Regions from separate parts of the Sus scrofa genome. Here region 2 is linked to region 1. A link is a contact called in public HiChIP or PLAC-seq data. All regions are on one chromosome and are shown on one strand. The core of a region is the stretch at or near the end of the contact, and the rest is flanking DNA. Distances in the headings are between cores, read along the strand shown.

Evidence for each region. HiChIP or PLAC-seq counts read pairs in DNA pulled down with a chosen protein or histone mark.
Region 2: a contact with region 1 is called in an H3K27ac HiChIP or PLAC-seq map of alveolar macrophages. The contact joins two enhancer-like sites. A contact is called at or near these places in 1 of 47 Hi-C or Micro-C datasets (embryonic fibroblasts) and 1 of 2 datasets of contacts at active chromatin or transcription factors (alveolar macrophages).

What each region holds. Positions count from the first base shown.
Region 1 is chr15:115,488,273-115,495,698 of Sscrofa11.1, reverse strand. No RefSeq gene overlaps it. Among named protein-coding and RNA genes, the nearest start is that of IKZF2, 190 kb to the left of the region's middle. Within about 2 kb of position 3,753, at least 7 of the 83 cell types and tissues checked have an H3K27ac peak or open chromatin away from gene starts, as enhancers often do. A contact at or near this core is called in alveolar macrophages, where this site is marked.
Region 2 is chr15:115,647,352-115,654,777 of Sscrofa11.1, reverse strand. The region is part of intron 3 of IKZF2 (zinc finger protein Helios); the gene reads left to right. Among named protein-coding and RNA genes, the nearest start is that of IKZF2, 26 kb to the left of the region's middle. Within about 2 kb of position 4,032, at least 3 of the 83 cell types and tissues checked have an H3K27ac peak or open chromatin away from gene starts, as enhancers often do. A contact at or near this core is called in alveolar macrophages, where this site is marked.

The sequences.
Region 1 (7,426 bases), core at 2,504-5,003:
GTTCAGGCTATTCATTGCTCAAGCAGGATTTATTGAATATATCAGATTATTAGCACAGGAATAAGCAGTATAAGATGGATATAACCCATATATTTATTGGGGCTTATACTCTATACTAACAGAGAGATAAAGCAGGAAACCTGCACCATATCTCTTATCCAAGAACACCAAGAACACAATTCAGTTCCCTAGAAGTTTTTAATTTTAATAATTATGTTCTAAAAAACCACTCCTGAAGCAGTTATATCGTCAGATTAGAACAGTATGAAAGTAGAAGTGCCTATACTTGTAATCTGTTTTTAACAAAAGTGATTTGAAATGGGATGAAAACACAACTTTAAAAAGTAATCCAGAGTATATGGTACATATGCTTCAGAATAAAGATAAACATACCCTTTAAAGAGGAGTTAAATTCAAAGCCATTTCCTTCAAGTTTTGAGTCAGTGGCTTAACAAGTTAGCAATTGTCTTAAAATTTTAGACTAGGGTAATAAGCCTGTTCAGGTCCCTTAAACTTTCTAGATATTTTAGTCTGCACATTCAAAAGAAACAGAGCCATATTATCTAAACAGACAAGTCTAACAATTTCAAAGTTCAGGTAGACGTAAAACACAAAAGAAGGACTTATCACTACATTAGTGGTTTGCCACAACTCCATAACTAAGCCCCCGACTTCCCTGTCCCCTTTCTTCAGGCCTGCCACCTCATCCTACTCTATAGACAAACAAGCTCTCCAATCTAATTCTTATCAAGATGGAAACAAGGCCAGACCTGCTCTTCTAGATAAAATGCTTTGGCTTCTAACTGCCTGGCTGCTTATCTTTCATCTTGCAGTGTTAACCATAACCCTTTTCCTGACCTGCTCTACTTCTTGTTTTCAGATGAGCAGTGAGGACTGGGGAAAAAACATTCTTAAATGGACAAGTTCACTCTCTCACCTCCCTCTCCATTCCTTTTAAAGTCTGTTCAAACCTCTTTCTGTTCAAATTCTCTTTCCAAAATGACCACAAATCACATTCCATGCACGACATGTAATTTAATATATTTCTAAGTCTCTCTGGTTCAACTGTTACTCTGTCCACTCTGTATCATCATACACGTTTTTTGTTGTTTTTTTAAAATTAAAATTTCTGGTTGATTTTTTGTGGGAAGAAGATTGGGTTTTCTAAGGAAGAGCTGAGTCCCTTTTGTCCCTTTTTGCCTGCCCAGGTCCTAATAAGCTGAATCATCTTCTTGGCTAAGCTGTTTGGTTTGGCTTACCTGAATTCTTGTGTTTTCATCCAAACAAAGCATTGCTCTTTCCTGCTCTTTCCTGAGCAGGTGAAAGTTAATGCAATAAGGACCTTGAACAGTCAGGCTGTCTCGCTATGTGAGGTTAATTGTGGCACTACATGTCTTTGACCCTCGTTCCTCATACGCAAAGTGGAAAGATAAAAAAAATAAGTTAGTTGTCTTCTACTCACGAGAATTCTAGGAAACCCAATTCTCTGGGACTTCGAAATGAAGTTGAACGGTGTGAGATTGCACAGGCCCCCGGTATTGTAAATACCCCACTCTGGTTATGACACCTTTACCCCACACAAATTCATGTACCTGAACCTGCATGTCCTTGAAAACACAGGAGATTTTCCAAAAGCACTTGCATTCTTTCTACTAACACAATGTGCTGGGGTATTTTTTGTCTTAATTTTTATGTTTAGCAGCATTTATAAATAAATCTACATTACATATCAGAAAATTATCTCATAGGGGCCCTGCTCTGAGTCAGGTATTCCATTTTGTTTTTTCAGCTTGGAAAAAGTTGAATTTGGAATTATACTGCTTTCTTTTCATTTTTTATTTTCTTGCTGCAAATTTGATTCTAATTAACCCTTTAAAGCCAGTTTAACTATGTTAAGGTTATTATTATTGGGGAAATAGTATTACTGAATTCAAATTTAAATACATATTTATATGCTTACTCTGTATAAGGCATATTGTCAGCTGCTAATGGAAAAAGGAGAAATACCTACCTTTAAAGAATTAATAAGTTTATGCCAGAATAACTGATCATGCTATTTTCCCTATGACATTTTCATAATATTAATGATTTGGTGTTTAGGATTACCACATTCTTGAAAACCAGGAGAAGATGATTCCTAGTTTACATCCCTCTGTGTGTAGAAAGGTTGTAATGTTTCCTTTATTCTTAAAAAAACTGATCTTCAAGTATTATTTTCCTTAAAGAATTATAAGTATTAGAAAATGTTTTATTTCTTATCTCTTCTACAAAATATTATAAGGAAGCAAAGCTTTAGAGTTTGTTTCAATTTTAAAAAATGTTACTTTCCCATGACTTTTTTTTTTTTTTTTTTTTTGTCTTTTTTGTCTTTTGAGGGTCACACCCACAGCATATGGAGATTCCCAGGCTAGGGGTCGAATTGGAACTATAGCCACCGGCCTACACCACAGCCACAGCAACGTGGGATCCGAGCCTTGTCTGTGATTTACACCACAGCTCACGGCAATGCTGGATCCTTGACCCACTGAGCGAGGCCAGGGATCAAACCCACAAACTTATGGTTCCTAGTCTGGTTAGTTAACCACTGAGCCACGACGGGAACTCCTCCCATGACTTTCAATTAAAGCTAGGAAGTCAAAAGAGTATCTGTAGTAAGTTGAATTTAACTATGTTTGCTGAACTTTTAATCAAAGAAAGAAAGAGGATCTTTATAACCTATCACTTCTGAAAATTCTCCTTTAGTAGACTGTAGTCCAAGGAATATGCCCTCTTCACTGTAGAATGCTAGTCCAATTCATCTATTTATCTCAGAGACATGAGAGAACATTCACTAGATCTTATTTTTGTTTTTGTCATTTTTATAACCTATAGTAGGCTCTTGTATGAATATAGGGCAAGGGACAAGTTTAAATAAAATAAAATTTCAGTGTCAAATGATTAGATCCCTTTAAATTCACAGAAAACTCTAAAGGTATGGTTTAAATAGAGTAATAGGATTGGGGAACCAAATTCTATGATGGTTCCTGAATTTCACTACCTTTCTACAAAAGTCTTTAAGTGAATGTTACTTAAAATTCCATTCTACTTAGAAAATACTTGGGTTTTTTGTTTGTTTGTTGTTGTTGTTGTTTTTGCTTTTTAGGGCCCACCCGAGGCATGTGGAGGTTCCCAGGCTAGGGGTTGAATCAGAGCTGTAGTTGCCAGCCCACACCATAGCAACACAAGATCCAGCAGAGTCTAAAACCTACACCACAGCTCTTGGCAACGGTAGTACTGGATCCTTAACCCACTGAGCAAGGCCAGGGATTGAACCTGCGTCCTCATGGATGCTAGTCAGATTCGTTAACCACTGAGCCACACTGGGGACTCCCAGAAAATACTTGTTTAAATAAAATAAAAATTAGCTAGCTTCTGGGAGTTCTCACTGTAGCTCAGTGGTAATGAACCCATCTAGTATACATGAGGATGCAGGTTTAATCCCTGCCCTTACCCAGTGGGTTAAAGGATCTGGCATTGCTGTGAGCTATGTTGCAGGTCGCAGACTCTGGCTGGGATCCCATGTTGCTGTGGCTGTGGCCGGCAACTGTAGCTCTGATCTGACCCCTAGCCTGAGAACTTCTGTATGCTGCAAATGCAACCCTAACAAGCAAAAAAAAAAAAAAAAAAAAAAGCTAGTTTCATATGCAAGTGAAAGTAAAACAGGAGGTAGACTGGAACAAGTTAGAAGAGAGTTAGAGGGAAACGGAGCTAGTAAGGAAAATTTCTGGGTAGTGGTTTGCCTTGAGAACAAATTTGCTTTAGAGAGATATGTAAGAAAATGGCTTGGGGCAAGGAGACTCTGGAAGTGGGATAGTCTTTTAGGCTTTCCATCAGTCATCAGGCATGGGAAAAGTGAGAATGTGAATTATCAGTGAGAATGGAGAAGAAACCATATGTGAAAATTATTTTGAATGAAAAAAAAATATGGTCAGGGTATGCTGCTTTACTGGATTAGGGGGAAGTAGGACAAAGCTAAGTCACAGAGGAAGTTTCAAGTCTGAGGAGCAGAGAGAAGAATGGTGGTTGGGATGACATGATGAAGTGGGAGGGAGAAAACATGGGGAGTGTCAGGAGAATTTCAGAAAAAGTTCAGAGCTTGAAGAAATGAGATTTCCAAGTATAGTTATAGTCATTTGTATATTGGCAGAGCTATGGGCTTGGAAAAGGAGAAGCTTGGGCTAGTGGTTCTGCTTTTTTTTTTTTTTTTTTAAAGAGACTTTAGCAAGAAAAGTGTCTATGGAAATTGTGAGAAAATTTCCAGAATTCACTAAGGCCAGTCATGTTCAGAAAGAAAACTCAAGGCAAGTTAACAACAGAATAGCCACAATTGGGGAATTTAAAAAAGAAGGTGAAGGATTTCAAATTTTATTACAAAGATACAGTAGTGGACACACTGTGATATTGTTTTAATAATAAACAAACAAACCAATGGAATGGGGTAGAAATCCATACACATATGGACAACTAGTTTTTACACAGTTGCATGGTCAATTAAATGGCAAAGGATAGGCTTTTTGACAAATGATGCTAGAACAATTAGATATCCATATGCCATTAAAGTGAACATTGATTCATACCTAATAGCATATGTAAAAACTAAAAAAAAAATGCATCACAGATCTAAAGGTAAAACTTAAAACTAAAGCTCTAAAGTGAAAAATAAATTTTTTGTGCTTTGAGGTTAGGCAAAGTTTTCTTAGTACAATACCAAAAACAAGATGCATCAAAGAAAACGTAAGCTGATTTCATCAAAACTTGAAACTTTTGGAGTTCCCATTGTGGCACAGTGGAAATGAATCCAACTAGAGACCATGAGGTTGCAGGTTCCATCCCTGGCCTTGCTCAGCAGGTTAAGGATCCGGTGTTGCTGTGAGCTGTGGTGTAGGTCACAGACTCAGCTTGGAGTAGGCCGGTGGCTACAGCTGATTAGACCCCTAACCTGGGAGCCTCCATATGTCGTGAGTGCGGCCCTAAAAAAGACCAAAAAAAAAAGACACACACACACAAAAAAAAAAAAAAAACCTTAAAACTTTTAAAAAAGATACTGATAAGAAGAAACTCACAGACTGGAGGAAAATATTTGAAAGTCATACATCTGATTGTATCCAGAATAAGTAAAGAATTTTCAAACTCCATAAGAAAGCAAGCTTAGTTTTAAAAAGAAAAAAAAAAAAAAAAACTGGCATAAGATTGGAAGACACTTCACTGAAGGAAATATACAGACAACACCTGAGAAGATGCTCAATATCATTAGATATTAGAGAAATGCAAATTAAAGCCACATTGAGGTGTTCCCGTTGTGGCTCAGTGGTTAATGGACCCGACTAGGAAACATGAGGTTGTGGGTTTGATCTCTGGCCTCGCGCAGTGGGTTAAGGATCTGGCATTGCCATGAGCTGTAGTGTAGGTCGAAGACAGAGCTTGGATCCAGCGTTGCTGTGGCTCTAGTGTAGGCTGGCAGCTACAGCTCTCATTAGACCCCTAGCCTGGGAACCTCCATATGCCGTGGATGCGGCCCTAGGAAAGACAAAAAAGGCAAAAAAAAAAAAAAAAAAAAAAAAAAAAAAAAATTAAAAAATAAATAAATAAAGCCACAATGAGATATTGACCATACTAAATGTTAGGAAGGATTTGGAGGAAATGAAACTCTCACACACTGCTGGTGGGAATGTACACTGAATAGCACTTTGGAGCCTTGTTTACCAGCTTTTTAAAAGGTAAATATACTATCCATGATTTATGCATTTCACTCTAAGTTACTTACCAATAGAACAGAAAGCATATGTTCAGAGGAAAACCTGTACACAGATGTTCATAGAAGCTTTGTATGTAATAACCCCAAACTGGAAATACTCCATATGTCCATCAAGGAGCAGTTAGAATTGACGTGAGTGGACTGATTCTAGTATAATATTTATACAATGAATTCAAGGTCAACAATAAAAATGAAAGGACAATTGATATATGCAACAGTAACTCAAAATTATTGGGCTGAATGAAAAAATTCAGACCAAAAAAGAGTAAATACTGTATCATGCCATTTATAAAAATTCTAGAAAATGAAAACTCATCTATAGTGGCAGAAATCAGATTAGCGGTTCCTTAGGGATGAAGTGGGGAGAAGCAGTCAGAGGAGAGGAGAGAGAATTACCAAGGGTCAGGAAGAAATATTTTGGAGTGATAGATATATTTGTTATTTTGTTTGTGGTGATGGTTTCATGGGTGGGTGGGTGTGTGTGTTTGTGTATATACACACACATATACATATCAAAACATTAAGTTGTACATTTTAAATATGTTCTGTTTACTGTGTCTAGCTAAAGCTGATAAAGAAGATTAATAAAAAAGACTGTCAGCACTACATAGAAACCCTTAAATAAAAAAAAAAAAATACAAAAGGAAAAGGGGGAGGGGAGCTACTGAAATTTGCAGAAAGAGACAAAAGGAAACTAAGAATGAAGCCAGTGTTTCCAGGAGGAGTGAGTAGTTAAAATAACATGACCCAGAGATACCAAGAATAAAGACTATCCAGTGTATTTGGCAGAGGAAAAAAAAAACCCACTGAACATCCAGAAAAGGGTAGTGGGGTGGGAGCCAGATCATCAGAGGCTGAAGGGAGGCTGTGTGGGACAAAGATGATGGCAGCACACTGAGACCACTTGTTTAAAAAGCTCAGCAATGAAAATTAAAGAAATGAGGTGGTCACTGGAGGGGACAGCAGAGCAAACTAACAAGTTGGGGTTTTTTGTTTGTTTTTTTTTTTTTTTTTTTTTTTTTTGGTGACGTGTGAAGGCAGAAGGAAATAAAAGCAGAATGAAGCAGAAACTGAAGGTCCTAGAGATGAAGGCAAAACATGTGGTAACAAGTTTCTTGAGGAATTTGGAAGGGATGGGATCTAAGGCACAGGTGCCAGATTGAGCCTTGGGAAGGAGAATCTGTAATTGTTAACTCCTGACAGTCCTCCCAAAACCATGGGTTACAGAATCCACTTGAAGTGCATTCTTTTAAATTTTAAGGGAAAAAAACCCAATTATTTTTTGCCAGCAGATTTCTTAGAAAATTTGGATGACTGGACATTCTGACATTTCTTAAAACTGATCTTGATAAAAGAAGATAGCACATGAATCATCACTTCTGACCCCCCCTTCCAAATGTGACCTTTCCAGGCTGTAATCTACTGACCACAACCCATAGGTCGTTGTCCCAAGTGACATAATGATACTTCTGCTTCATTAGTCTTAGTGTCTTGCTGCTTTGGGAAGATTACTCTGAGTCAGATGTTTTAGGAGGAACAGAGAGCAGGAGAAGAGTCAGGAATAAGCTGTGGGTTTATGTGTACAAGGTAATTAGAAAATCTCCATGGAGAAGAAAACAACCATAAGAGGAA
Region 2 (7,426 bases), core at 2,783-5,282, 160 kb before region 1:
ATATTGATGTATTTTCAAGTATCTGAATGGGCACAACTCTGGCTTTTTTTTTTTTTTTTTGCTTTAAGATGCTCTCATAGTTTGAATTTGGTATTTTGCTCCTTTGCTGCCTATGAGAGACCCTGGGCTTGGTAATTGGCATTTATTTCCAAGTTTCTATTTTTACCATGCATTTTGATTTTCCAGGTTACTGGCTATTGAGATAAAGGAAATGGTCCAGTTAGTTGATATCAGAAAACTAGAAGCTTTTGATAGAAAAGTGAGAAGGATTTACTGCCTCTGTTTGAGAGAAAGAAATAGAGAGGGTGGGCTTCATTAGAAGTGTCATGATCAGGGAATGCCAATTACTCAGTGAACAGAAAGCATTTGGCACTCAACATGTATTAGTAGCCTTTAGGCTTCCATCTGCAGGTCATGTCTCCTGTGTATTTCTTTAGATACTGCCAATGCTTCGGTTTTCCTGTCTGTATTTGGTACTATTCCTCTCCTCAAATTCTGTGTGCTGTCCGTTGGAAACCATTGGCTCCACTACTAAAATCTATCTTGAACTTACATAATTTTCACCATGTTCATGCCTACAACTTTAGTCTGAGCTACCATCATTTCCTAGTCCTCCACACCTAAAATAGTACAAAAATGTATAGCTTGTCTTTCTGCCTCCATTCTTTTTCCTCTATGCCCCATACCCATCCACTAGTCAGACCTGCACTTTCTAAAACCTAAATCAGATTACAACTATCCATCACTTTAAATACAAAATTTTTCTGTTGAAAATAGGATAAATTTGAAATTCCTTTCCAAAGTCTACAGGATCCTACAGAACGTGACTTCTGCCTCTGTCTCCGACTCTTTGTCTTCCATTCTTCTTGTTCATTAAACTCTCACAATACCTCCCTTCCTTCTCCTTGGACATGGCATGTTTGTTCCCATTTGAGGGTTTGGAACACTCTTCCTTCATGATTTTGCATGAAGCGTCCTTCTTTTCTGCTTTCAACTCAACTGCTGCCTCCTTGAGGAGGCTTTTCCTGAGCACTCCCTATAAGTCCCCTTTGAGGCATTCCATGGTATTACCTTACTGCATTTTGTTATACTTAATAGTGTTTGAAATTATCTAATTTATTTATTTGTCTCTTCTCCCAAAATACACTTGAGGAACATTTGTCTTGGCCACTGATGTAAACCTAACACTCAGAATTGGGCCAGGAGCATAGTAGATGGTAACTATGGATACAAGAAATGACTGAATTCCTCTTCTTCCCCTTAGATAAATAGAATTCTGTGTGCGTGTATGTCTGTGTGTGCACATGCACAGGTATAGTAAACACAGTATTTTATACTGTAGTATCCATTCCACAGCCTGTATTTTAGAAATCTATATATTGAGGCCCAACATCACATATGGAGAGAGTAGAACAGTGATTTAAAACCTTGTGTTCTTGCATTGGCTTGTTTTCCTTCCCTTCCAAATATGTTCATTCCTTCTTTTCATTCATTTGTTCATTTACTCCACTTACAATAAATATTGGTATCTTGTTTTCTCTGGAACATAGCAGTCTCTATGGGCACAGCTGTGCTTAATGTTTTGGGATGGGGCTCAGTGGAAATGGTTAAGACTTTCAAGTTATGCAGACGTGGGGTCAAGTTCTGGCTCTGCTCCTTACTTTAAGGTGAGTTGTAGGGAATTGCTGATATTCGATTGTTTTTCACCTGTGTGACCTTGGGAATGTTCCTTGAATTTTCTACATTGAGTTCCCTCAGCTGTAAATAATAATACCTGTCATAAGATTTTAAGAAACAAATGCAATAACTTATAAAAAGCACCTAGTTCGTTTTCTGGCACAAAAACTGACTGTTATCGTTTGTAGATTATAAATATTTGCATATGCATTTTGTAGTTTTTACACATGGTTCCTAAGATATTACTTGAAATATTAGTATCAACTCAGTCTAAAGTTATCTCTTGCCTTCTAGAGAATGTTCATTTTTTTAATTTGACTGTTATAACCTTTGGAATATTCTTTCCCACTAGAAAAAACACCAAGTTTGCCATCTGCAAATTTCACTGATTCACAAATCAATTGTAGTGTTTTACAAAGTAATTTTATTTTATTATGGTAACTTTATTTAGCTTCTCTATTTGACTTTATATTATACTTAATAGAATTTTAATTATTATGGTCGCATAATCATGGTAATTTAATAGTCTCTTAGTACTTAGGAAAGGGAATTCTTTCTAAAAACAATCAAATCTCATTTTTTAGTTTCTAGCATGTTTTGGAAATACATTTTTTTAAGTTAATTGGGTGGAAAAATTACATATAACTTTTTAGAAAAGAAAATTGATATATCTAACCAAAAATTCCAGTAATACATTAGAATCTAAAGAGAAAATGAAAACGAGTGTACCATTTATAGCAAATTATTTTTACTTGTGTTGGATTAACTCTCTTCCTTCTACGACTGTATGTGTGTAATATAGATCAATAAGGTGTTCAGAATGGTGTTAACTATCTGGAAGGAAATGGTGTTATCTAAGCCCCACAGCTGGAAAATATGAGAATTAGAAACTTAATTGATTAATACTGGATCACATAATTATCCGGTGATTAAAGACTGCTAGGTGGAACTGACATAATGGGGTTTTCTTTTTGGAAAATAATATTTTAATTGTAATGGTGTTCCCCTTGGTATTTAGTAAAACTGCGATTACCCAAGAACACACTTAGGATTTAGAGAGACCTAACCTCTGTAGCTTAGTGGTTAGGCATTTCTGATACAGATTTGGGGGGCGGTTTGAAATTAGGATGGAAAGTCAGAGCAACGTGACTTCAGCTAATGTACTGTTTGCCCTTGACCCCTTCTCCACAACCTGCCAGTAATGATAGGCTTTTGACAAGTGTAACTGCATGATGCCCATTTTATTTACAGTTTTCATAGCTAATGAATAATAAGAAAAATGTCCGCCAGGACCTGATTGTTTACCTCTCTAATAGCAATTTACAGATGGAGCATGTTGTGGCTGTTACAAACCATAGCCTATAATAGCATTTGATGTAAGTATCTGCTCACCATTCTGTATTGTGGTTGGAGCTGGAGAAATAGAAAATTGGTCATTTCCCGGCAGATAGCACTAAGTTTCAATTCAGTCAGAATGCTGTATGTACTGTGATAGGTTTATAATTATTACCCCAAGATTGATGGTTTTTTGGTGAGTGTAAATTTGTGCAGCAGTAATCCATTAAGAAATCAATAATCATTCCATTCTGATGTGTAGTTCCTATTCACTGTTATAAATGTGTACTCAGAGCTGAAACCAATGCTTTTTTTTTTTTTTTGAAATTGTAGTTGACACTATTGGAAATGAGGAGATTATTATAACATTTTTTCCTTCTCTCAGATTTCTTTTTCTATGCTTATGTTCTTTTGGCCCATATGGCATACCTAATGAAAGTCTGCATATTTTCATACCATTTAAAATTTTATTTGGACTTCTTTTACTATTTCGATCTCCATGTCTCCATCTTTTACTTAGTTGTTTAATAATGGCAAATTATAAATGTAAAGTACCTTAGTGTTTCTTTCTGTAGTGTAGAGGTGATTTATTGCTGCATACACATGATCAGGAAAGTGTGGTAGTTTCTTCCCTTTAAAATAAAATTTTAACCTCTAGGCTGAAGTCTTCTCATAGAAAGCAAATCTAACATGTATTTATTACTCACACCTGTGAAGCACTGTGCTAGAAGGCATGGGGGAGGTGGGGAGGAGAAAGGACTAAAAACATTGACCCTGTTTTCAGACTAGCTTATATTTTAGAGAAAGACGAGCTTATCTGTTAGAGAAAGAGAAGCCAGAATCAGCACAAATAACTTAAGGATGTGAAGAAAGAAGAAAAGCGGTGAGGGAAATGTCAGCTCTGAAACCATCCATTACGTAAGTTCCGAGCTGGAACTTTGGTGTTATGGTATGATGGTGCTGGGGATGATGGGGGTGTGGGTAGTGAGCTTCATCCCACAGAGGGATGTGGCCAGTGTTACAAAATTCTGCCATGGTCGGTCTGGGGCTGACGAGCAGTCTAAATAAAGATTCTAAGTAAAAGTGACATAGGAGCAGAGTATAAAGTCACAAAGCAGTAGAGCAAGATAGAAAATGAAAAATAAAGGCCCCACTGCCCAGGTGATCCTAGCTGTCAGTTTCTCTTGTTATCAATTTCTTAATTATCCTTCAATAAGTTTTTAGCATATTCTAGCATGTTCAGTATAGTGCTAGCTAGTTCGGCTAGAATATAGACCACCATGTCTATATATATTTTTTTCCTTTTCTGTTGATAACAAATAAAATTACACTGTGCACGTTGCTTATAGCTTGATTGATTTTTCACTTACAAATTTTTTTTTTCACATCACTCTTTTGTTCTTGGGTGCTTATAATGCCATTATACACTGAGGATACACGGTGACTTAGTCCTTCACTGATGAACATTAAGTTTGTGTCTAGGTGTTCACTGTTACATACAGTGTTACAGCCAGTGTCCTGTCTGTCCTTTTAGCTTTGCAGGCATCCTCAGCATAACTTGGCTGTAGATTTGCTATGTCATGAAGTATGTGCAGTGATCATTTTAATGGATCAAGTATGGGCAGATTGCCCCGTGAAAAGGTTACCAATTTACACTACAAGTAGTTTGTGAGTCTGTTTTGTCGTCTTTGACAACAATGAATTTTATTAGTTTTGGTTCATCTGATGGGGGGAATAGTATATAAAGTTAATTGGTATTTCTTAATTATGGTTCTTTAAACATTGTTTTATATATTTGCTGGTTGTGATGTCTGTGTTTATTTTCTGTCCCTGAAGAACGTTTCTGCTTTGGCATCCAGGAGAAATTATAATTAAAAACTCTTGTAAGAATTAGGAGAAAGAAAAAGATTTTATCTGGTGTACATGGTGGTTTTTCTTTTGTTTTTTGTTTTGTTTTGTCTTTTTAGGGCTGCACCTGCGGCATGTGAAGGTTCCCAGGCTAGGGATCTAATTGGAGCTGTAGCTGCTGGCCTATGCCAGAGCCACAGTAACTCAGAATCCAAGCTGCGTCTGCGACCTATACCACAGCTCACGGCAACGCCATATCTTTAACCCACTGAGTAAGTCCAGGGATCGAACCCTCATCCTCACGGATGTTAGTTGCCTTTGTTAACCACTGAGCCACAACAGGAAGTCCATGGTGTCCTGTTTTGAGATAGTTTTAGTGGGAAGATACTGGTTATTTGATGTTAAAACTTCTACAAACTATTCTACAGCAGAAAATGACACTTTTATTCCTGTGTCTACATTTATTTCACTTGCTTATCTTGGTAAAACACGTAAGACACTCTTCCAAGATTTCTAGCATAGCATTTCAGTAAAATTCGGAGGTTAACAAAATTTTAATTGCTACACCATGAAACCTGGCTATCTGTGTAGTAGCAATTCTACACAGAGAAAAGAATGTGTATCTAAAAAGTTTAAGTAGCAGAGAAGAAGAGAAAAATCAGGTGTTACTTAGAAATGATTTGATTAATTACTTGAGAGGGCTAGTTTAGGAATAAGGGGGATGCCTTTTTATAAGGTTTTAAAAAGGGCTAAAGAGCTACCTGTGTAGGACCTGATTTCTCCCTCTTTGCTATTTCGGGACTGGTGGAGATCTCAGAGTGTCAGTTGACAAGCAAGTTGCATTGTCTGAAAACTTACAGGCTAAGCTTATTCCTGAAAAAGACTGAAGTCTTGTGTTCTTTTTATTTTCTTGCACACTTTTTCAGGAAACTACTCAGTTTTTCTCACACGGGAAATGGAAATATGCTTGCGAGCAAAGAAAGTTCGTTTCATGACACCTATGTTTTTTATGAGCAGTTAAACATCCAAATGTATTCTACAGTTTTGTAGCTCCCAGCCTGTCCCAAGAACTAGATTGATGGCAGCCTGTTAAAGAATATGGTTGAGGTCACGGAGGACCTGGGCATGTTCTTGGACTCAAAGAGCATCCTGAGGTAGAAAAAACTTGTACCGTTTTCCCTTTCTCCTGTGTGCAGGATAGAGATGACTCAATCTCTGCTTTTTGCCTATACAATTGCATTTAAAAATAATAAGGTTCCTAATTTCTCATCTGGGGCTACAAGTGTGTGTGTGAGCACACACACACTTACACCCATGTCATTTATTTCACCACTGAGAATAATCTTGATGAATCAAACACTTGGAAATGACCTCAGAGGTCATTTAGAACAACTTCCTAAACAAAACAAGAATATCCTGACATCATGTGTGACAGGTGGTCTCTGGGATTTTGCTTGACCACTTCTAGTGTGAGAGGAAGGAAGATCACTGTTGTATCGTCGGTCAGCTCTGATTCGTAGAAAGTCCTCCTTTATATTGAGCTTCACCTGCCTCTGTGGAATGTCACTGCTTTTACTAAGACACAGACTAAGTATCTCGGAAATTTTAGATGCTTTGTTCTGTATTAGTGTTTGTAGACCTAGGTTTTCATGTAGGTTTTTAGAATTTTGCATGGGCCCTGTGTTTGAAAGACTCTCATAATTTATTTTGAGGAATAATGCTGTAGTTAGCATATATATTCCTGTCTCTTTGCCCCAGTAGCTATAAGCCAACCATCTAACCATGGTTAAGTAAAACACAAGCAAAAAACAAAACAAAACGAAAACCCTGACTTTATTTTTAGTAAGTTATATCTTAATAATGTTATTTTTAGTTATTTTAACCTTGAATAACTTTTAAGTCTTTTGACAATTCAAATTAGATTATAAAGGTGATATTTTGCCTGAAAACTGGGCATGAAGAAATTCATTCATTATATTTCCATTTCAGATGGAATACAAAATTTTGGCTTTGTGCACAGATGTTTTAGCAGTTACTGTTTATCTTAAAACTTGATGCTTTAAGACTTAAAAGGACAGAGACATATAGAGAGATGTTGCAAAGCTCATATAAAAGAAAAGGGATCATGTTTCAGGGATTCATTTAGCTTAGGATGTGAAAACTTACCCAGATTTTCCAGCTGAAATTTCTTATGAAAGATTCCTAGGTGAAAAAGATAAGAGTTTCCTGACAAGGGTTCTAGGCATCTACATTTGTTCCTCCAAGGGCATTAGCAATATTTGAATTGGCTTATGACTTCATATTTCTCCCCTGCCTGAGCGGCAGTTTTACTGCACGTTTATTGGATTTACTATTGTAATTGGATATGGAATTGTGCCGGGAAGCATATATTTTAATATGTGCACCTTAGCAATCTAAATCATTAGGATGGTGACTCACTCAGCATTTAACAGGGAAATTAGCTGGCTTTGTCTGTGTGTGAACATTTGGGGAGGAGCTGACCCTAACTTTGGAAATATACCAGTATTCCAGATCACCTGTGGCCGTATGAAGGGTGGGAATTCCT